Linked DNA regions of Oryzias latipes: region 1 is linked to region 2. A link is a contact called in public Hi-C data. All regions are on one chromosome and are shown on one strand. The core of a region is the stretch at or near the end of the contact, and the rest is flanking DNA. Distances in the headings are between cores, read along the strand shown.

Region 1 (3,944 bases), core at 1,057-3,556, 47 kb before region 2:
GTTTGTAAAGTGTTTGGTTTTTAGCAAATATGGCGTTCTAGATTACGGGCAGTTGTCACCACTTTGGCCTCACATGGTCAAAGAGCAGCTTTTGTGGTTTGTTGAGAAGCAGCTCTGCAAAGCTAACATGCAGCTTAAAAAAAAATCGCAATAAATTACAAAGCTTGAGCAGACTATTTCTAATTTCACTTTTCTTTTTAGCAAATTTATGCATAAAGTTTAGAGAAACTTAGATTTGACTTTTCATTTGCCTTTCTGAGCATTTCTACAGTGGCTCTGAAGAGCAAATCACACCAACAGATCACTCGTCGCAAAAATATAATAAAGATCACATCGACAATTAAAAAAACAAAACAAATAATATAAAAATGTGACATTTTAGAAATCAAAAGAAAATTCCAGAAACCAAAACACAATTGCAGTTAAAAAATGAAATACAACAAGAAACCGGAAAAGGAAGGTACTATGGGATGTCACTGATTGGATGATGATGTCTGCACAGTTTTATGATTATGGAGCAGATCAGTATGGCTTCATGTCAAATAACCTTAGGCTGAAATGATGGACAAACGTCAACATCCAATCAGTGACGTCCCATAGTACTTTCCTTTTCCGGTTTCTTTTTTTGTTTCATTTTTTAAACATTTCATTTTGATTTCTGGAAATTACTCTTGTTTTCTGAAATGTTTAAATTTTTGTCATTGTTTTTTGATTTGTGGAATTTTATTTTGATTTCTATTACATAATGTTTTATGCTTTGTTTTGCTTTTTGAATTGTTTTTGTGGTCTTTAACCCTTGTGCTATCTTAGATGACCCCACCCTTACATTGACGTGTTCTCCCTACCAAGACAAAGGTGGAGAAAGGTGGAAAGATTTCATGTAATCCATGGACACCAGGAAAGATCACAAATCATTGAAGAAAGTGTCTTGTGGGGTCTAGATGACTCAACTCTCAATGTTAAAGGGCCTAGGATAGCACAAGGGTTACTTCGTTTTTGCCTTGATTTGCATTGGTTGGTGTAATTTGGACTTGAGGGCTACCGTACATTTCATCTGTTAGTGAACTTTGTACTTTGTGGTAATGCTTTTCATGTTAGGTGGCGTAATTGTATCTAGTAATGGACCACTAGTTTAGGCTTGCTTTTGTCATAAGTCTTCCTTTGGACAGACTGAGATGCACTCAGCCACAAGTCTAGGCTATTTTGATTGAGAGAGGAATACATTATTCAGTCAGGGAAGGATTCATCCTAATACTTGTTATCGCAGAGCTGATGGGAAAAAAAATGCGTTTACTGCGTCAGATGACTGCCCCGAAATGATTGTTAGTCCATTAAATATTTGATCATTTCTGCAAGAATCAATCAGTGCATTTGTAATTGGACTAGTTTATTGACACACATCAGCAGCTGCAGCAGCAGCGCAATTGAACAAATTCAGATAGTATCTTTCACTTTCCAAAGAATGTGTTTTTACTTTCCTCAATGACTAATAAGCTCTGTATTTATCTGGCCGTGTTGCTGTCTTGACACAATCTGCTCCCATTATGCCTTAGCGACACTTTAGCAGCCGTTGAAAGCATTCATAACAAGCCGGTCCTGCAGGTCATTTTCTTATTGCTCTTAGGAGTTCACTCTTCATGTTAGATTCAAATATCTTCCCTTGCAGCCTCTGATGACATTTAAGTGTCTTCCTTTTTTCAGAAGGGGAGGCCCCCCGACAGCCTGACAGGCCAGCTTGGTTATTTTAACATTTGGCTGTCACTCATGTTTTGCAGTTTAAATCTGCTCTCTTTTGCACAAACCAACGTCTTCCTATTACTGCAATGTTATTATTGGGCGGAAATGGGCTAATGGAAACATTGAAAACATAATTTGGGTGCAGCAAATCCCAAGAGGTGAAGTATCATGAGGTTTAGACAAACCTAGTTCCAACAAGCATAGTGGAAGCGTGCATATGCCTGCAAAAATGCATCATATTAAAAAAAAAAAAAAGGAATAGGACTCATTGAAAAAAAATCAAAGAGATCCTCTCACGCACACTTGTTTTATATATAACTTTCTGCTTAACGCAAACTTTAAATGTGGATTTTTTTTTTCCTGTCTACAAATGTGGATTTTTGCAGAGCAAGATGGAAGATGCTATCTCTTGCTCACAGCAGAGTAGCCTGCTTCTTTTATGTTTTACAAAGAGGCAGGCTACTCTGCACCCACCTCCTCTTTTCACTCCGTCTACATCAACTGCTCCTCTCGTCTGTGCGTACACACAGGCAGGCGGTTAGTGCAGAAGCAAGCACCATGTCCACCCCCACAAACCCAGAGGTGAAGGAACTGAACCCTGTCGACTTTATCCAGCTGCAACAGTACATTGAATGTGAGTACAGACAGGCGGGCAGGCAGCTTCTGCAGCACTTAACATCCCTCCCCACACTCACACTTCCACCCACTCACACTCATTTACAGTCGCTCATGGTTTTTCATATCCAAGCAGCAGCAGTCTATCACGTTTGTTATTTATCTATTTATTTTGGGATCATTTTCATGCCGGATAAGCACGCACAGGTTTTGCTGTGCTCTAAATAAAGAGATCACTGCATGTTGTAGTAAAATGCACCACAAAGGTCGCACAAACAGAGACTGAAAACAATCTCTGAAGGATAAAAATGTTGCTAAGTACTCCTGTTCCACGAGGACACGTGTTCCCCTGTTTGACCCGTGTGTTCTCTGCCTCCAGACTGCAGCTTGAAGGTGAAAGACGTGCTGAGGGAATTTGATGCAGACGGCAGCCTTGCCCAGCACAGACACGGAGAGGTGAGGGAACGGCGTGTCCTGCTACGGCCCACTCCTGGAAAACTGACTCACACACAAGGCGATCAACTTAGCAAAAAATAGCTGTGAATCAAGAAAGTGATTCATGTGCTTTGTGGAGTAATTAACTGCTCAGTCAGGTTCCAGCTTATTGATCACTCTGAGTAAGCTGTGGCGCATAAGCAGGGATAGAAACATGTGGTGCGATCTTAGATTTGCCCACACAGTAATACAAATGAATGCTTAAACAGAATCTTTGTCCCACATATGCAGAAATAGGATTTAAAAGAGATAAAACTATATATCAGTGTCCAACAATTAAAACAATTATTGCAGGAAATAAGTCAAATTTCAAATAATCCTTTGGCACAATAATCTTTGTTAACTCCTTGACTCCTGAATTTATTTCCAGCTATGAAAAAAGAAATCACTTATGGTTTTGGATTCATGTATTGCTAAATTAAGTCAAGTTTAGAGCAGAAGTGGTTTGATGCATATTTGCACCATTGGGCGTCAGCAAAAAGGTCTATGGAAATGACAAAGTAAAACTATTTAAGATATACCGTACTTAAAGCATTTTTTACATTTCCTTTTTTTGTCTGTCATAACCAAAGATGCTTTCATGTGTCTAAATATTACTGTAGCATTTCTGCAAGGTATTAGCCAGGGAAATGGACTAATATCAACATGAAATGGGTTTGTGGTTCACTATTATCGAGGGAGTGCTTCTTGTTAGCCCTGCAGCATGTCATCTTCTGAGATTCAGTCGATCCAAACAGATGGGCTGGAATTTGGCTTATTTATTTATTTACTAATGTCAGAAAAATCCTGCAGCTATTTCAAGTCCCACTCTGATCATCGTTTGATTTACGGTATTTTAAAAGCCTTCCCAGTGGAGTTTTTATTAGGATGGTGCTGTTTTTTTGCCAGAGTATAAAACCTGTTCTTTTTTTTCTAGGACGTAGTTTCTGCAGAGCAGATTTCGCCTCTGAAACGTGGGCGGGATTGTTGATGTGGAGAAAAGCCTGCCCCACTCTCCCGCTAGGTGCAACAAAAATGTCAAGCAACATAGGAGTTATCCAACTGTATAGTTATTAGGTTAGATGAGGAAAACGAAGACAGACATGGATCTAGCTTGT
Region 2 (4,041 bases), core at 641-3,140:
CAGGTACGCCCTACAGCAGAAAGCCTTGCCCCCCCCCCCAAATCCTTGACTCAATATAAGTATCATTGTTGACAAATATTAAGAAATCCTAAAAGATTCTTTAGGCTTTATTAATGGCACCTCAGCTAAAAGAACTGCTGTTTTAATATTAACAACAGTAAGAATAAGGAAACTGTTTAAGATATGTTCTTTTGCCCGTGTTCTCATTTGTCACACTTCTAAAGTCGCCCCCTCCCCCATATAAAATGTTTATCTCTGCAATGTCGCAACAGTTTATTATTCTGTGAGCATGAATTCATTTTTCGTGGACAGAAATTAGCTTTTTTTTTAGCACAGTGAACTGAGCCTTTTGTCCACACAAATTAGTATTTTTGTATCAATACCCACTAATAATTTGTAGCATTAAATACTCATTTGTGGCAACAAAAATGCTAATTAAGTGCTCAAAAAAATGCTAATTTGTGGCACACAAAACTTTAATTTGTGTGGCTACAAAACGCTAATAAAATGTTCTTGTGCCCATATAATGTCAAATTGTGGTTACAAAATGCTACATTGTGGTTACAGAATGCTACATTGTGTGCATAATATGGTAATTGTTAATGTGAGGGAACAATTTCTTAAATGTTTTGTACAGGGCTTTCTATTCTTGCTTTTACTTGCAATTGAATTGACCCAAACTTAGGCGTTTTTTTAAGTAACTGAGTTATTGTTATTAAAGGGGTTAGATCCCTGTATTTCCATTTGCTCAATGTTAATAAACACTTGCTAAATAGAACCTCCCACTTTTATTCAGATCTACTCTGTTTTACCTAGATATCAGTAGCGCGCGCCCGTGCGCACGTGTCTGTCAAGTCGGACAAAGCTGCGGTTCTGGGCGTACGAGCGTCAACGGAATCCCGTAGTGCGTCACAAAAGCGCTGTTCTCTCGAAAGGTGCTGTGATTGGCTGCACCATGGAAATCTCCCGCCCACTCATTTGACACGCATGGAAAATGACGTCATGGACAGTGCTACGCTAGAGCAAAAGTATAAGAGAGGCGGGGAGGACCAGAGGAGCCGGACGGAGAACCTGTCAGCTGGGAGACGCTGATCATGAGAGACGGTCGCTCGTAAAGTGGAGAAAATTCACAAAAATACTTTAACGGACTAGACAGGTAAGAAGCATCTTAGTAAATCAATCCTATAGTGTTTATTTGAACTGCTTTATTTTTATTTTTGAACGGAAAACAAATCATCTGACTTTTACAGCTGCACGCACATATGCGGTTTAATGTTTTTTGAAATCGCTTCACGTGTTTAAAAAGTCGATGAAGTCTTCTGAAGTTAGTAGTCTGCTGGTTTAATTTTGCACATGCGTGTTTTGGCAGTGTACTCCAGAGTGAAAGTCAACCCCGCTGCACTTTTCAGGCGTTACTATAATTACTAGGAAATGAGAAATGATAAAGTGGGATTTGATGACTGCTCCAACAAACAAGCACGACTTTCTAGGATTTTCTTATAAATGGAGGTTGACAGGGAAGAAACATGAAAATTCAAGTTAAAAATATTCACTTAAATTACAGAGATACTGTGTCAAAGGGTTGTGATAAACAATACTTTCAATACAAAGATGACAGCAGCAGTAATTATGGTACTCTTGGTTTTTTTATTTGATATATCAGTAAAACATTTGTATAAATTGAAGTTTGAAAAGCCAAATACTGATGCTCCATTGGTAGACACAGGAATTGAATCAGGATCTTAAGGATTGACAATAAGCTGCTCCACTGAGCTGTGTGTATACATTATGTATAACATTTCACTCTGGAGTGGAAGCTTGTTCTTGAAAGCTCATTGAAGACCTAAAATCCAAGCTAACATGTTCATTTCTCTCTCAGTCTCACAGTCATGACTTGCGTACACCCCCGACATGGACGTCAGCCCACTGAGAGCAGTTTCAGCAGCTCTGAGCTTCAGAATGCAGACTTTCTCTCCAGGCTGGCCGTTGACATGAGTGGCTCCCTGGAGCACCACTCTACTCCGTCCCTGCCAAGCATCGGCTCCTTGGTGGGCACACCTACGGGATCTTTTGATGCGTACTCATGCCAGTTCACTACAACCCCTGCCCATGTACCTTCAGCGTCAGGCCAGGAAAGCCCCTTCAAGCTGGACGAGCTCCAAGTTTATGGCTGCTACCCTGGAGCGTTCACTCTGAGTTACCCAGATGAGGCTGTGTCTCCCAGTGGCTCGGATTACTTTGGCAGCCCCGCGTCCGCCTCTTCTCCTTCGACTCCTGGGTTCCAGAGTCAGAATGTGTCTAACTGGGATTCAGCTTTTGGGCCATATTCCCCTGGTCAAGGATACTGGATGACTGAGGACACCTCAGGGCCACATACTCCATCTTTTTTCATGTTTGGCTCAGGTTCTGTGGAGGACATGTCTCATTTGGGTCAGGCACTTTTCCGAGAGCAGGAACCCTTTGCCGCATCTCAACCTCACCCATCTGCGATGCAGTTTCCCGCTATGGGGATGGAACAGGCCCTTTGTCTCGACAGTGCTGAACAGCGGGATGGAAGTCTATCGCCCAAGCTGAAAAGTGGAAGTGAGGGCGGCTGCGCTGTTTGTGGAGACAATGCCTCCTGTCAGCACTATGGGGTCCGCACCTGTGAGGGATGCAAGGGTTTTTTCAAGGTAAGAAAAGACAAACCAGTCCATAGTGGCTTAGTCGCTTCATAGAAACATAGCAATTTAAAAGGTAAAATAACTAATTCCTCTACTGTTTTCTTTTTCACAGCGCACAGTTCAGAAAAATTCCAAGTATGTCTGCCTTGCCAACAAAGACTGCCCTGTGGACAAGAGGAGGAGAAATCGATGCCAGTTCTGTCGCTTCCAGAAGTGTCTGGCAGTGGGAATGGTCAGAGAAGGTATGCAAAGTACAATACCTCATTGTACTATCATATTATTGAAAATAACAACTCTAAAGCTAATGGCAACATTAATATCAAGCATAAATGAAACATGATAGATTCTACATCAAGCTTTAAAATGTTCAATTGGACTGTTCTTTTCCTTAAACAAGAGTCTGCTTTCATAGCAAATATAGAGAAGAGAGATTCAGGGAAGATGAATAATTTGAGACTAACACTTGATGTCACCTTTTTCTACAGTTGTTAGAACGGATAGCCTGAAAGGACGGAGGGGTCGCTTACCATCGAAGCCTAAAGGTGTCAAAGATGCCACTCCCATTGTATCCCCAGTGAGCATGATTGCGTCGCTGGTCAGGGCCCACATTGACTCAAACCCTGCTGTTGGAAATCTGGATTACTCTAAGGTAAGCCAAAGCAGGGTTCCTCTTTTTTTGTAGTTCTGTTTTTGTATACTTTGAATAAAGCTAAACTCCCATTTGTTTTATGTTCTCTTAGTACCTCGAGAAGGAAGTCAGCGCGAACCAGAAGGAAGACGTGAGTGACATAAAGCAGTTTTACGACCTCCTCACGGCTTCTTTAGAGGTTATCAGAAAGTGGGCGAAGGACATCCCAGGTTTCTCTGACTTCTGCTTGGAGGATCAGGAACTGCTGGTGGAATCTGCATTCGTTGAACTCTTTATCCTGCGTCTTGCCTATCGGTGTGTGCCATTCTCCTCTGGTTTCTGTTCTGTTTATCTCTTAATGTTTGAAAAAAAAACAACAACACATACTTTTTTACCATTTATAAAGGTCCAATCCTAAAATGGAGAAGCTCATCTTCTGCAACGGAGCTGTCCTGCATAAAACACAGTGTGTCCGGGGCTTTGGGGAATGGATCGACTCCATCCTGGAGTTTTCTCAAAGCCTTCATCGCATGAAGTTGGATGTCTCCTCCTTCTCCTGCCTTGCAGCCCTGATCCTCATCACAGGTGAGATGTTTGTTGGTCTCAGGCTTCTCTGCACTAACACTAGCTATAGTCAAAAAAGTGTGCACGTGTTTCTTTGTCAGGGACACTAAACAGCATAACCATGAGAGACCGATGTGACAGGTGCATGACAAAGAGCAGCATAACTTCACGTACAGCACAGTAAAG

Evidence for each region. Hi-C and Micro-C count contacts between places; a contact is called where the count stands out from the background.
Region 1: a Hi-C map of embryo shows a contact between it and region 2, with 1.6 times the contacts expected there. The contact joins the enhancer-like site here to the promoter of nr4a1 in region 2. A contact is called at or near these places in 5 of 5 Hi-C or Micro-C datasets (embryo, fibroblasts and gastrula embryo).

The regions. Positions count from the first base shown.
Region 1 is chr7:22,227,128-22,231,071 of ASM223467v1, reverse strand. It overlaps LOC101154951 (diacylglycerol kinase alpha), which reads left to right. Exons shown (of 24, transcript XM_004070884.4): 2 at 2,268-2,371; 3 at 2,732-2,808. The coding sequence starts at 2,296. Among protein-coding and RNA genes, the nearest start is that of LOC101154951, 8.0 kb to the left of the region's middle. Within about 2 kb of position 2,306, at least 2 of the 8 cell types and tissues checked have an H3K27ac peak or open chromatin away from gene starts, as enhancers often do. A contact at or near this core is called in embryo, where this site is marked.
Region 2 is chr7:22,179,633-22,183,673 of ASM223467v1, reverse strand. nr4a1 (nuclear receptor subfamily 4 group A member 1) reads left to right here and starts at 1,890. Exons shown (of 6, transcript XM_020704862.1): 1 at 1,890-2,672; 2 at 2,776-2,905; 3 at 3,149-3,312; 4 at 3,404-3,606; 5 at 3,698-3,876. The coding sequence starts at 1,890.